3 separate regions of the Zea mays genome follow, and all the other regions are linked to region 1. A link is a contact called in public Hi-C data. All regions are on one chromosome and are shown on one strand. The core of a region is the stretch at or near the end of the contact, and the rest is flanking DNA. Distances in the headings are between cores, read along the strand shown.

The links. A called contact is a pair of places that touch in the nucleus more often than the background predicts.
Region 2: a contact with region 1 is called in a Hi-C map of leaf, with 5 times the contacts expected there. The contact joins the promoter of LOC103644279 here to the promoter of LOC100216718 in region 1. A contact is called at or near these places in 6 of 25 Hi-C or Micro-C datasets (bundle sheath, ear, endosperm and 3 more).
Region 3: a contact with region 1 is called in a Hi-C map of leaf, with 7 times the contacts expected there. The contact joins the promoter of LOC100284921 here to the promoter of LOC100216718 in region 1. A contact is called at or near these places in 7 of 25 Hi-C or Micro-C datasets (bundle sheath, ear, endosperm and 4 more).

The regions. Positions count from the first base shown.
Region 1 is chr1:302,068,557-302,073,427 of Zm-B73-REFERENCE-NAM-5.0, forward strand. LOC100216718 (SPX domain-containing protein 4) reads left to right here and starts at 2,552. Exons shown (of 3, transcript NM_001359487.1): 1 at 2,552-2,950; 2 at 3,847-4,006; 3 at 4,094-4,794. The coding sequence starts at 2,645. The coding sequence ends at 4,626.
Region 2 is chr1:301,888,556-301,893,426 of Zm-B73-REFERENCE-NAM-5.0, forward strand. LOC103644279 reads left to right here and starts at 2,515. Exons shown (of 6, transcript XM_020547034.2): 1 at 2,515-3,681; 2 at 4,273-4,343; 3 at 4,739-4,871.
Region 3 is chr1:302,245,080-302,249,950 of Zm-B73-REFERENCE-NAM-5.0, forward strand. It overlaps LOC100284921 (50S ribosomal protein L18), which reads right to left and starts at 2,558. Exons shown (of 2, transcript NM_001413220.1): 1 at 2,279-2,558; 2 at 205-653. The coding sequence starts at 2,464. The coding sequence ends at 504. It overlaps LOC100193647 (Haloacid dehalogenase-like hydrolase (HAD) superfamily protein), which reads right to left. Exons shown (of 8, transcript NM_001138743.2): 2 at 4,605-4,676; 3 at 4,459-4,524; 4 at 4,257-4,354; 5 at 4,028-4,153; 6 at 3,620-3,904; 7 at 3,469-3,534; 8 at 2,921-3,386. The coding sequence starts at 4,650. The coding sequence ends at 3,231.

The DNA.
Region 1 (4,871 bases), core at 1,302-3,801:
TAAATTAGTCTTTAGAAACAAACAAACCCTTAGGCCCCGTTTGGTTAGAGAGACTAACCTTTAGTCTCTGGTTTTTAGTCCTGTTTAGTCTCTAATTTGCCAAACGGAAGGACTAAAGTAGGGACTAATTGGTTTTAGTCTGTAGTCCCTCACATAGGTGCTAAAAGGGACTAAAGGGCAACATTTACTCTAATTACTCTTGCTAGAAAACTGGTGTCAAACAAAAAAGGGCCATTTTGGTCTTTATGTGTTGTATTTAATGTATTTAAAATCTGTTTAGTCCCTACAACCAAACAGGGTACGGACTAAATTTTAGTCCCTGGACTAAAATTTAGTCCTAGGACTAATGGAACCAAACAGGGCCTTAGTCTCTAGTCTTTGGTGGCTAAAGGCCTAAAGGAGACTAAATCAATTTTTTCCCTATACTTGCCCTCATTAATCAGGCCATGTTTGGTTTCTTTAGTCTAGGGACTAAAGTTTAGTCCCTAACATGTTTGGTTCTAGAGGCTAAAGTTAGTAAGAATATACTAAATGGCTCATAAAAAGACTAAAATGACCTTTAACATTCTTCTGTTATTAGTACATTGAATTAAATGAGGGGTAAAAATTAATATAGTTTAGTCCCTTTTAGCACATATGTGAAGGACTAAAGACTAAATTATTTTAGTCCATATTTTAGATCTAGGGCATGTTTGGTTTCAATTAGTCCTAGGACTAAACTTTAGTCCTAGGACTAAACTTTAGTCCATATATGTTTGGTTTTAGGGACTAAATAGATTCTAAAGTCATTAAATATATACACTGTCCAAAGACTCAAATACCCTTAGAATATACTCATAATATTAGTTATCTATAAAAAAGGTAAGGGCAACATGATAATTATGGGCTTTTAGTCTCTTTTAGCACCTATGTGAAGGACTAAAGACTAAATCATTTTAGTCCATATTTTAGTCTAGTGTTTGGCAAAAAAGAGACTAAAAGGGACTAAAAACTAGAGACTAATATTTAGTCCCTCTAACCAAACACCACCCTAGTGTTTGGCAAAAAAATGAGACTAAAAACTAGAGACTAATCTTTAGTCCCTCTAACCAAACACTCCCTTACTCTTGTTGGCGCTTGGTGAATTGCATCGGATAGAAACTGGCGCCAAAGTAAAGGGTATTTTAGTCTTTGTATATTGTAGTTAATGTGTTTATAATCTATTTATGGGATGTTTGAATGTACTAGAGCTAATAGTTAGGGGGTGTTTGGTTACACCCCGCTAAAATTTAGCCCATGTCCCATCGAATGTTTGAACCTCCGTTCCGGGTATTAAATGTAGTCGGATTATAAAACTAATTTGTCAGCCGAAGATTAAAAGACGAGACGAATCTAGTCCAGTTGGTTGGGTATATATTTCATACTCCTATTTAAAAGTCAAACGTTTGATGTGACCCGGGCTAAACTTTAGCAGGAGCAACCAAACACCCCCTTAGTGACTAAAATTAGTCGGAGACATCAAAACACCTTAGTTAATAGTTTAGCTATTATCTATTTTTAGTAAATTAGTTAATAGTTAGCTAGCTAATTTTATTAGCAATTTTTGGCTAACTAAGTATTATCTTAGTGTATTCAAACTTCTCTTTAGTCCATGTAACCAAATATAATAGAGACTATAAACTTTAGTCTTAGAACTAATGGAACCCCTTAGCCTTCCCCTACAGTATGGTTTTGTTATGAGGGGTCACCAAAATTAGTGTTGTCAGATAGTAGAGCATAAAAGTTTGATTCAATTTACTCTGATTTGTCAATTCAGTAATTTTGGTAGTATAATTTAGGATTGACCCGTCGACTAGGCACACGCGCGCAGAGGCCAGAGTCAGCCAGTGCATGCGTCAATAGCGCCCATGCCGGCTGCGGGCTGCCTCGATCTCATCCAGTCATCCTGCACTGCGTCTCGTCTTATCAGGATTCAGGAAGCACATCTCCCTGTTCGGATCCGGCGGGCAGAGCTTATCTTCCCGTAGCGGACCGGTTTCACATGGGCCAGGCCCAAGCAGAACAACTGTCCATCTGGGCCTTGCTTCACCAGCTTTTATTAATTACTCATCTCGTCCCATCAATCTCTCTTTGTTCCTGTCCTTTCCTTTCTGAGAGTGAGAGAGAGGATTCCTTTCTGTTCTTTCGATTCCATTGGCTTGTGCCAGTTCATGGAAGATTCGCCATGTTATTATCATCATCCATGCAATGCAGCGTGCAGGACGGGATTTCTTGGCGGGCCAGAGAGAGATCCGAAGCAGGAGCAGAGAAGATGCCATCACGCCGTACAAATACGAGGGGAGACACAATAAAAATAAAATAAAACAAAAACCGGGCGGCAGCCGGCAGGGCTACGCAGGCGCCGAGGGGAAGACGACGCGGACTCACAAGGCGAATATCCCCCGTCCGGGACCCACCCGACAGCGACCCAACACCCCCAATCATCATCCCCTCCGCCTCTCCTCCACTGGAGACGACGAGTGCCCTCGTCTCCCTCTCCCCTCGCCGTCGTCGTCCTCCCTCCTCTCCTCCGCTCCCACCGAGGAGGGGACCCTCTATAAGAAGGCAGGAGCGACGAATCCGATCGTCTGTCGTGTGGGAGAGCCGCGGCCCCATCCTCCGTGTGATGAAGTTCGGGAAGGATTTCCGGAACCACCTGGAGGAGACGCTGCCGGCGTGGAGGGACAAGTACCTCGCCTACAAGGCCCTCAAGAAGCTCATCAAGAACCTGGTGCCACGCGAGCCCGCAGCGGCCCCTCCTCTCCCTCCTCCTGCCCCCGCCGCCGCCGACGCCGAGGGGCCGGGGGCTCCTGCCGCCGCGCACGGGAACGTCAACCTGGCCAACTGGTTCGCCAGCATCCTCGACGCGGAGCTGCACAAGCTCAACGAGTTCTACATCGAGAGGGAGGAGTGGTACGTCATCCGCCTCCAGGTGCGCGCCAAATCTTGCCACCGCTCCTGAATCTGACCACATCTCCAGTTGATGTCGGAGTTGCTCCCGATCCCCTGTTGCTCCCTTGATTCATTGATTTTTTTACGGCATGTCCAGTAGGTTTATGTACTAATGGCTAAATCACCATCATGAGTAAGTTTTAACATATGCTGCCTCTGGCTGTTAAGTACGTGCAGATTATGTAGCAATCTGGGCAGGGCTTAGTCTACTGTAATTTTGGTACCTTCGTCGTACATGTCTTCTTGGATACCTGCAAAGCTGCAATCCTTTGTGTTGCTCGATGCTTACCAAAGGAGCACATTTGCTAGGCCAAATCTATTTGTGCAGTAATAGTATACATCACATCCATGTAATGGCCTTAAATATCTCGAGTTTGCATAAGATCAATGAACTTAGGCATGCTAGCTCAATTCAACACGGAACCAACTCGAATGACCCACTCTGTTTTTGCAATGACGCGAGCATGCCGCTGGACAATTTTACTTATTTTTTTTTCCACAACACGAGCTATATTGAAAAATTTATGCGATTAAGTTCTGGTGCTGGATACCTTAATAATTGCTAAAATATTGGCAAATTGCTGTTGCTTTAGATATTAGAACGTTTTGATGCCGTAGATGAAAGACTATCATAAAAGCATCGGCAACCATTGTAGAAATGTTTTTTTTTCTTTTTTTGATAAAGAGAATGGTTTTCATCGAATGTTGGGAGGAAATGTCACAACGATGTGTCCTTTTCTCCCCCGTTATTTATGAGACAATGTGATTATACAGTACAGCTATCCAGGTCCCTTATTTATCAGTTAGTTGTGTTTCTTTGGCGCTTCCTTGCATTGGAGATGTCATTCTAACACTTTCTGTCCTTGTTTCCCTAAGGTGCTCAAGGAGAGGATTGAGCGCGTCAAAGCTAAGAAGAATGACGCTTTTACATCCAGGAGTGAATTTACCGAAGAAATGTTAGAGATACGTAAGGATTTTGTGATCATACATGGTGAAATGATTCTTCTGCAAACCTACAGCTCCCTAAATTTTGCTGGTTAGCACATCATACCGAGTTGGCCAATCTGAAGTGTTCTTGCAGTGATGCCTGGCTTCTGATGTGCATTACATGCTGTACATGCAGGACTAGTGAAGATACTGAAGAAGTATGACAAGAGAACAGGTGGCGTGCTTAGCCTGCCTTTCACTCAGCGTGTTCGTCACCAGCCATTTTTCACAACCGAACCTTTAACAAGGCTTGTCCGAGAATGCGAGGCTAACCTCGAACTACTTTTCCCGGTCGAAGCAGAGGTTCTTGAGCCTAGTTCATCCTCGAATCTAGAACCGCACGATGTGGCTAGGTGTGACCCGACATCGTCCCGCGATGTGGAAACCGTCGATGTTTACCGAAGCACACTCGCAGCTATGAAGGCGATACAGGGCCTTCGGAGAGCCAGCTCTACTTACAACCCCCTGTCTCTGTCTAGGTTCTTCCACGGCGAGGATGGCGAACCCTGCTCGGGTGCCATCACTTCTGAGAGCTCACTGTCAGATTCCTCAACGGACTCCCAGATTCAGGATGCTGGGAAGGATGATAAGGAGGTGCAATCAAATTCGAGGGACCAGAATGCTGCCCAAGGGGAACAGAATGCACAAGGCGAGCCGACTGATGAATAAACAGTTTTTTTCCCACACGCTGTTCAATAAGACAATAACCATTGATAAGTGTAAATGCTAATAATCTTGCTGGTTAACCCTCTTTTGAAGTGACACATATGCAATGACTCCCTGGTGGCGCAGTTTCATTTTTCTTCTTTTTCCTTAATTAATGGGTAAAGAGTATATGGGATGTTGGATTTATCATGTTCCTATCGTGTTGACAGCATGCCAGTTGCCAGAAGTTTGACACTTGATAAGAGCTA
Region 2 (4,871 bases), core at 1,265-3,764, 180 kb before region 1:
GCGCCGAGCTTCGGGTCCAAACGTGCAAATAAAATTTTTGGGGGTCCAAACGTAAATTTTTTGTCTCGAAAGGGGCTAAAAAACAAAAAAATCGGGCCCTACGGCCCGACACATAATTGCTTAAACGTGCCGGGCTTATTTTGGGCGGCCCGAAATTATAAAAGCCCAAAATTCAGTTTTAGGCCCGAAATTCACATTAGGGCCCGAAATTCAGTTTTTGGCCCGAAATTCACATTAGGGCCCAGAATTCACATCAGAACTCTCAATTCAAAACAAATTTAATAAAACAAATAAAAGATAAGACAAATAAATTTGACCAAAAGCAAACTTAATATTTGTATTAAGTTACCAAAGATATGCAATGACTACCTCGTTTATAAATCATTTTGTTAGAAGGAAGAAGAGTATAATCAGCTCTATACAAAGTTCATAAGTTCAAATCATTATCTAATGTTCATAACAAAAGTAAAATTACATCACATACTCTAATTCAAAGCTACAAAAAACATCTAACTAGCATTATCTATAGCTTTGTGTTCTTTATCAAGTACATGAAAATGTGGAATAAAGTATGGTTTTAATAAATATATGGGCATTTTTGTGCCTCTATATGGGCCATTTCGTGCCTGCCTTAAACGGGTCGTGCTCGTGCCCGCCCATGGACCGCGACCTCGGCCCAAACCCGACCCGATATATCGGACCGTGCCGTCCCGGCACTAAATTATTTCGGGTCGTGCCGTGCCTGGGCCGTGTTTTTTTCCGTGCTTCGGGCCGGCCCATCAGGCCCGGCCCAAATGTACACCTATAGCCAAAACGTACAAGCTTTGTAACAAGGGAGGAGAAATCTACGACAACGCATGGGATATAGAACAAGTTATGGACCTGTTTGGTTCAGCTTTTTTCTGACCAGCTTTTCTGAAAATGTGGCTATGGGGAGAATCTGGCTGTGGGAAAAATCTGAGTATCATTACGATTACGTGTGGAGGAAAATAAAGTTGTTCATAGGGCTCAGGATCTAGAAAGTGACGGATTCCTACTATTACAACGACTCAACCGATTATGTGTTTATGTTGATTTTGAATGGTTTTTGCCCCAACGAATTTTATAGAAGCTGGCTGAAAAGCTGAGCGTTTGGCAGTCTGCAGCAGCTTTTGGTGGCCAGAAGCTGCCAGAAGCCGAAACAAACAGGCCCTATGTCGTTTTTACCCTTAGGCACACATGCCTATTTATACTATGTCCTCTATATTCAATAAAGAATTGTTCTCGAGAGAGGCTCGGCCTTGCTTTCAAAACGAGCCTCCCTCGAGGCCGGAAGGGGAAACCCCTCCTATATGTTGCCTTTTTTCTCGCAGTTTCAAAAAATGAACACGTTTCGTTGCCTCGCTCTAGTCCTAATGCGAAAGCCCTTAGGAACGGAGGACGTCCCGACTAAGGAGAAAGTAGCCGAGCCACAGGAACACCTACGCCTATATAACACCAGTTCTTACGATCTTACTTGATTTCGTCCTATAGTTTTTTGCTACCCATAAATTTCTGTTCTACGTCCGCCACTGCGTGTGTACCTGCCAATGTGGCAGGCCACGTGAGGCTGCGAGTTTGCACAATATTAGCTGTGTTAGAGAAAATAATGTGACCAAATGAATTACTTTTAGTCCCCGTTTGTTTCGTTGGAATTCCATTCTAATAATTATAGTTTAGACAAAATTAATTAAGTTAGTATATTTGTCTATGTAATATATTTGTATATTATCCTAAATCATGTGAGAGGGATAGTTATACACTATATTTATGTTATAGAGAAGCAAATAGAAGAGTGTGTTATGTACATTAGAAAAGTAGCATGTAAATCTATAGAATCAATTTCTATCTCTTACTACATGAATTTGAGATAGACTTATATATACACTTTGGAAAGTTATGGAATGTCACGTTCTAAAAAAATAGCCTACTAAATTAGTTAGATTCCAATTCCTCAAAATGAAGAGAAACAAATGGGCCCTTAGGAAAATAGTATAATGCTCGTGTGTTGTGACGACACATAAATATTCGATAATATTAGCGCACAACGATTAGAACGATGATCTAGGGTGTCTCATCTCAATACAAAACTAAACTCGTTATCCAGAGTGCCTCCTCCTCTCTCTCTCTGTTGTTGAGCCATACATCACCGATGATGCCGCCTCCTCCTTTTACTTGGATGTTCTTGTCCCACTGACTTCATAGGCACAAAACTGTTTTTTCCCTTAGCTGTTCAACTATACATCGTCACTCGTGATAATTGCATGGTTGATTGCACATTCAAGAGATAATCGGGTTGCTAGGCAAGGCGTGAGTCACACGCTTGAGGTGGTAAGTTTTTTTTAATAAAAGTGGTGACGTAAGGTGACCATAGAAATCGGTGATTTATGGTAATAGAGAAAAATACTTTGCTGTTATTTTTAGAAATAGTTTTAAGAATATTAAAGAAATTCTATATTGTCAAGAATAGTGTTTTCATTCACCTTTCGCTGACGAGCGGGACTCACTACCTCTCGTCCAATGACACTCTGGGCTCACCAAGTCACTAGTCACCACGAGTGACGACGAGTGCCGTCGACGTGGAGCAGAGGAGCGTGGAAGGCGAGCATGCTGGCGATCGGGGGGGTGTCGCCCCCACCAGGCCACCACGTTCCCTTCGCTCCTCTCATCGCCTTCCACCACCGCCTTCTGCACCGCGCAGCTGTACCTGAATATCCTCAAGACACGGGTCACGGGGGATCGCTAGTGGGGTTATTCTGGTCGACGAAGCGCTGAAGGTGTTCGGTCAAATGACGGTAAGGAGCGTCATCACCTGGAAGGCTGGAAGTAAGTGTCATCTCTTCGTTCTTGCGGTTTGGTCGCGGCCACGATGCTGTGTCCTGGTCCAGGGAGCTCCCGAGAAGCGGCGATGCATTGTCAGATCAGATGGCTCGCTTGTTGCCGTGTTGCCTGCATTTGGGCTTGGCAAAGCAAGTTCATGAGAAAATTGGAACGGGTTCCTTCTCAACAGGTGAAAATGCACTGTTGAATTCGTACTGTACTTGAGGTGCTCTATGTGTGGCAGAGAAGCTGTCGATGAGTTTAGAGATGCGATGCACAAATAAACTCATGCTTCCTGTTCACCTACAATGGCATTGAAGTAAAAGGGGCAGAATTCACTTGGTTTGCTTGGAAGGAGCAAAATGGTCAATTTCCTGCCAAAATAACACCCCACTAACAGCACATGGACGGAAATGGTGCTGAGGGAATCTGTTATTTCATTTGATGGCACCAAAGAGAAATTCAAAAAAATTCAACGGCATCGAGAGAAGCGCTATAATGTCCAGGGCTGGGCCATGGCATGGCTGTTGTAAGGGACAGTGCGTCGGTGCGTGTGGTGCATTTGTTTAAAGAGCAAGGCACAATTCCAGCTTTATCCTTTGGCTCCCACACCAAGCAAAGCAAAGAACCTACGTGCCTTCACACTGTAGTGAAACTGTGAAAGCAGCGAGAGCAGAATTTAAAGGCAAAGTAAGAAGTGACATCAGAAGCTCCCTGCAGATTTGCATCAAACTACACCATCGACAGTTAGCAAGTTCCTCATCCTCCACACTAGGGCGTCTTCGCAATATTTCTGCTGTAGCGCTAGCATTGGGTAGTGGACACGACATAGCTGCTCCCAAGGTACCTACTAAAATTCATCGTTTTCATGTTTTTTTCTCGAACACGCAGGAGAGCTGAATATCATTATATTAATAAGTTCCTGCATATCATTATATTAATAATAATAAGAAAAATACAAGGTCCAATAAGACCGAAGTACAAAGAACCACCTCACGGCGGCCAGAATCTAACATACACAAAAAGATCGATCTACCAACCAATGAACTAAATCACCTCTAGAAGGGGGCTGCAAGGAAGGATAACCCCTTGGCCCCAGAAAACTCCCATATCCGGCGCTCCTCCCCAACATGAGTTATAACTGCAGCAATACTAGGAGAGATGCCATCAAATACACATATATTTCTATGATTCTATAGCACCCAAAATAACAAGGGAATTGAGACCATCCCTGAAAGGGGACCATTAACAGTTTCACTGACTTCTTCCCACCATGTTAATTGTTTGTTTGGATAAATATGCACATATTTGAAGATATTAATGTTAGTTTTGAAATTTTGCCACGAGTATATGTATACTTATTTTTTATATATGTAATAGGAGAGAATACATGTTTTATTTATGCTCTTATTGGCTTTGTCCATTTGCATGCAGACAAAAGACACATAGTGCAACAGATGGGTGCGGAGACTTCTAAGCCCGAGGTCATCAAGCCTGAGTTTAAGGTAAATCTCCATATAGGTTCTTTTTGTTTCTTGAGCAATTTGGGAGGGGGGGGGGGGGCGTAATTATACCGAAATAGGTGTGTCATAAAAGGGTTTGTGTAGGCTTATTGGCTCAAATTTATAGAGGGCATTGTTTTCCTTTGAGACTGTTGACATACATATGTGGTGTGTGGATCATTTGTCAGTTGAGTTTTATGATTCAAGGGTAATTTGGTCATGGCTATGAGATATACTGTAAACAAGTTAAATCATTTTCCACAGTTTATTTCCACATGATTACCATGCAAGTCACTGTTGACTATATATGTACTTTGATGTAGTTTTGCAGAATCAAATTTGGAAATAGCTCCTCAGAACAGCAATAATGCCTTAAATAATTACCATTGTAAATGCAGGGATTTGATGCTAATACTGTTGAAGAGGCTGTGAAAATAATAGTTCCTTATTTAGAGGACACAAGAATACAAAACCAAGTCATCTACTTTGATGGATGGAATGGACTTGGTGCATCTGCTGTCCTTAACTCGA
Region 3 (4,871 bases), core at 1,308-3,807, 180 kb after region 1:
GTCTAACTAATTTTAGTCACTATTAGCTCTAGCGCATTCAAACACCTCCTTAGTCTAGTAAAATATTCTCTTGGTCTAAGGGGTATTTGAATGCACTAGAGATAATAGTTAGTGACTAAAATTAGCTATAGACATCCAAACATCCTAGCTAATAGTTTAGCTATTAGCTATTTTTAGTAAATTAGCTACTAGTTAGCTAATTATTTGTTAGCTAGCTAATTCTACTGGTATATTTTTAGCTAATTAATTATTAGCTCTAGTAAATTCAAACACACCCTAACAACCACGATCAGCTTATAATATCAATTCGAGAAGCGTCAGAACACAAGACTCTTACCAAACGAAAAAAACGTGACATGGTCAACGAGTGGCCATGGGCCATGGCTTTGCACCCTGTAGAACAAGGCGAGTGACTACAAAACAGCTCTGTTTGGCATATGGAGAGAGAAAAAAAAGAGAAGATTACAGGTGATCCTGGAGATATGAACAAACGCCTGGACGACTCAGAATTCAAGCCCGTGCTCTCTGGCAGAATCAGCGAGAGCCTTTATGCGGCCATGGTAGAGGAAACCACCTCGGTCGAAGACAACCTTGGTGATCCCTTTCTCCAAACAAGACTTGGCAATCACCTCACCGATCTTTTGTGCTATTTCCTGGAAGCCAATATCAAACTCCTGTCAGAAACAAATCGTAGCCTGTCTGCAAGAGCATGTCTCACTCAGCTTGTCATCTTGAATCAGGTATAAACAAGATTCATAACCAATGCAGCACCGTTAGAGATAAAAATCAACAGAGTCGTCATAAAAATGTCTGCACAACTTCAAACCGCTCTCTCTGTGTGTGTGTGTGTGTGTGTGTGTTTTAAGATGCAGAACCATCTGAAGAAAACGAAGTGCATGGTTCCCTGAGATTGCTCAAGTTGCTGTAACCAGACTATGTTACAAGCCACTGTGATCTTACTAGGAAAAGCATGCTGTCATAAAACCTCATTTGATTTTTCAGAAGGGGAGTTTTGAACCTAGGACTTGCACAACTTCAAACTGCTTTGTGCTTTTTATATCTAGAATCATCTGAAGAAAACAGTGTATGGTTCCCTGCGATTGTTCAAGTTCCGGTAACCAGACCATGTACAAGCCATTGTGATCTTACTAGGAAAAACATGATGTCCTAAAACCTCATTGGTTTTTCAGAAAGGGGATTTTGAACCTAGATTTAACTGTACTGTTTTATGTACATATAAGCAAATATTGAAGTGCACAAATGACTGATGAAATACTGGACTTATCAGTTATGAATATGAATATATCAAAGGCTGCATTGTCTATTCACCTTATCTACTCCGGTGCCCTGTTTTACTTTTACTACAACCAGGGTTTCGCCAATGATCAGAGGCATAAGGTCGTGTCTATTCTTGTGGAGAAATCAGGAATGCATGCATATTTGTAGTGATTACACAATCTAGAAGAAACAAGCCCCGTGTTTAAAGTAGGAGTACCTCAGACCATGTAATCTGAAATTGTCGTTACAGAGTATATACATCTGATTGGGTCATAGATAATTAATTGCACATTGAAGTCCTTAGCCCTTACCACATAATTTATCACCTAGTTTCCAATGATGCTACAAGTGGAAAGAACATGCATTTTCACTAGAGCAATCTTGCACTTCTATATAGGGGAACGGAATGATACAATAAGCAAAGGAACCAGTAAACTCTCTGTTACTGACTGTCTTTGAAGTGCTATTGACATTTCAACCAAGACCAGAGCTTCTCAAGCAAAGTAAAAGGAGCTGATAACTTACGATCGTTGGCCCAGCCGAGTATTCAAATTCCTTGGAGAGAGATTTGTGCATGGTTGAAGCTGAAGCCAGAGTACATTGCTTTGTGTCGTCGATGACTTGAGCGTACAGATGTTTGTTTGAGCGGAAAACACTCAACCTCGGCCTCTCAGTGGTGCCACTTACCTGGAAAGGGGTATGTAAGACTGACAACTGGGATAAACTAGCAGTAAAACTCGTAGTCGTAGTTGCATCCATATCGGAAACTCTATAGCCGATAGGTTCTTCTTAGGCTACACTCCAAGAGAACCACTTCGTCGAACAGCTAGGTGGCACGGCATTGCCAATGCCCCCCACACCACTAGCACAATCGAATGCAGAGTGAAAAAATGTCCTCGCCAGAATTCGTGCACACTGATTGACGCCCACATTCGTACGAAGAAAGGAGGAGAAGGAGAAAGATTCTAAAAACTTGGTTGGTTCTGGCGCAGATTCCTACCTTCTTGCGGAGGCGGACGTGGCGGGCGATGCGGTCGTCCTGGGGCGTGGCCACCTTGACCTTGGCGACGACGGACAGCGCCGCGCGACGTGCCGGCGCGGGGACGGGAGGCGAGGGGACGAGGAGGCTTCCATACACGGACGCCGCGAAGGAGTGGGCGCCGGCGAGCGCCGGCGACGCGAGCATGGCTCCCTTTCCTTTGCGCCGCTGCTCTTTCGCTTCCGCTCTCTTCGTCTCTCTCCGTTATGGGAGATGGCCTTATCCTATCCGCTGTACGGCGTTTAAAGGCTTGACCCAAATTACAACAAGGACCCTTCCGTTTTAGTTATTGCAGAACCGAACAAAATATCTAGAAAAAGGAAAAAAAGGGAAAGGAAGAGAAAAGAATGCATTTCTATAACTGAATTCATTACAATACCTCTGAAACCAAACAGAATGCGTAGAATTTTAAATGGTCGTAATATGTACTTCAGTACATTCAACTACTAAAAATGAACTAAAAAATATGAGCAAAATTTAGGCATAGGCCTCGCAAAATTAGGCCAGCCTTGGCAGCCAAACAGCAACTGATAAAAGCTCCCACTGTCCAAAGAACACAAGAATTATAGGCGGCACTAGAGTTCCTTTTAAAGAGGGCAATGTAATCGTAAGCCTTTGAAGCTTGGTAGAATTGGAGTACTGTCAGTTTATTCTGAGGTACAATCATGGTACATAGAGAATGGTGCGAACATCTGCAGAATACTGACTGCATATTGCTTGTTCAGCGACTTGAGCTCACGCTGCTGTAATGTAACTGATACAGTTCCATTAATATTTGGAACTAACATAAGAGTGCAATGCTATTTCTCATTAATGAAGCTACTAGGGTACACCTTCTGCATCCACTATCCAAACCCAAAACTATTGGTAGCAGGTCTCATGGTAGCGCAGGAAGGATACATAGCCCCCAGATTCAAGCAGCCACCGGAGTCTCGACAGCAGTGGGAGAAAGAAGAGCATCAGACTCAGACCGATCCTGGCCGTCCCATATCTCGGGTAGAGCTTCCTTCATGTTGTGAATGCTCTCCAAAGCATGGTCAGCCCCTGGAACAAGTGTCGGCCTGCCAACCTGCAGAGTTCAGAAAGTTTTGCGTTCAGTCTTTCCCTTCGAACATGAATGACGGCTCAAATGTGCAGGGCGGGCGTCTTACAATCACAGTATGGAAGCCTGCTGCCTTTCCCGAAGCTATGTTCCGAGTGCTGTCGTCAAAAAATATCTGAAACATAGATTATTAGGACGTACGTATAATCTTCAGTGCAGAATTACTTGCCATTTTTTCTTCAGAAAAGCTGTGTTCTTACTGTTTTCTTGGGATCAACGTTTGCAATCCGAGTTACAGCTTCCATGGCTTCAATGGAGGGCTTGCAGAGGATGGGTGATATGGGTCTGAACCCATCGGATTCATTCAGATCAGCCGAGTCGGGGAACGTTTCATCTGGGAACAGCATGCCGTTGCCGTCTCGGAACGCGCTCGGACCATTGCAGGGATTCAGTGTCTCGAAGCAGATCACGCCATCGAAGCAACCCTGTAAACCAAGTCTGCACAGAGCTTCCTCCGCGTGAGCTTTGTCAGAATTTGTGAACACCTGCAGTAACCAGATTTTAGGTTGATAAATAAAAATGATTCCCGTGACCATTTTTTTTCAAGCATATCATCTCAGAATACAGCAAGAAAACAGAAAACAAAACTAGCTGGTTGGTATTCATACTATTTTTCTCTGTGGAATTGAAAGTAGGAGGGTCCTCAAAACAGGGTCAGGCCTCAGGTTGTGATATGGCAAGGTACCATGAACAGTTGCATGGAACTCATCGTTGTCAAATTCGTAGCCTAATGCCTGCAGGGAATAACGATCGCATGATCAAAAATTAAGGAGAAGAAAATATAGGACAAGTCATTGTAAAGATTCAAAAAGCAACTAATGCAACGTGAGTTTGTACCTTAAGGCCAGCCATTGTGGTGCCATATTCCTTGTACAGGTCCAGGCACATATCTGCAACCTGCCTTTCTTCAATATGCAGGTGGTGCCGCATGTAATCTGGTGGCCAAATTTCGAAGTTGCAGTTTCTTCAACATTTGCAGACAACAAACGCTTCGTAAAGCGTGGACCCGTGGAAAGTGATTCGTATCATTATTACTCACCTTGTATGTTTTTGCGACAAGCTAGATTGATGCCAGCACTGAAGGGGTACAGAGTGTCATCAAGATCTTAAAAATGGAATAGAAAACATCATTATTTGATTGATGAATAAATAAACGCTGTGGATTTTTTAAAACAGGGGACACACCAAACAGCAAGCACTCGTACTTCGGTCTTTCAAGAATAGCCTCCATCCTCAAGAGTCAGAAAACTGCAAAAACTTTTGCCAGATTAACTGAGATCAGTTTTCTGAATAGTAATTGTCTGAGAACAGCCAAAAAAATGAAGAAAAATAAAACGGCTATGGATTTATTTGCGCAAACAAGGATTTCTTAATTATAGTTTAACTCCTGCTATATGTATTAAACACATCCACTAACTCCACCGCAGTTTCATAAATAAATAAATAAATAAA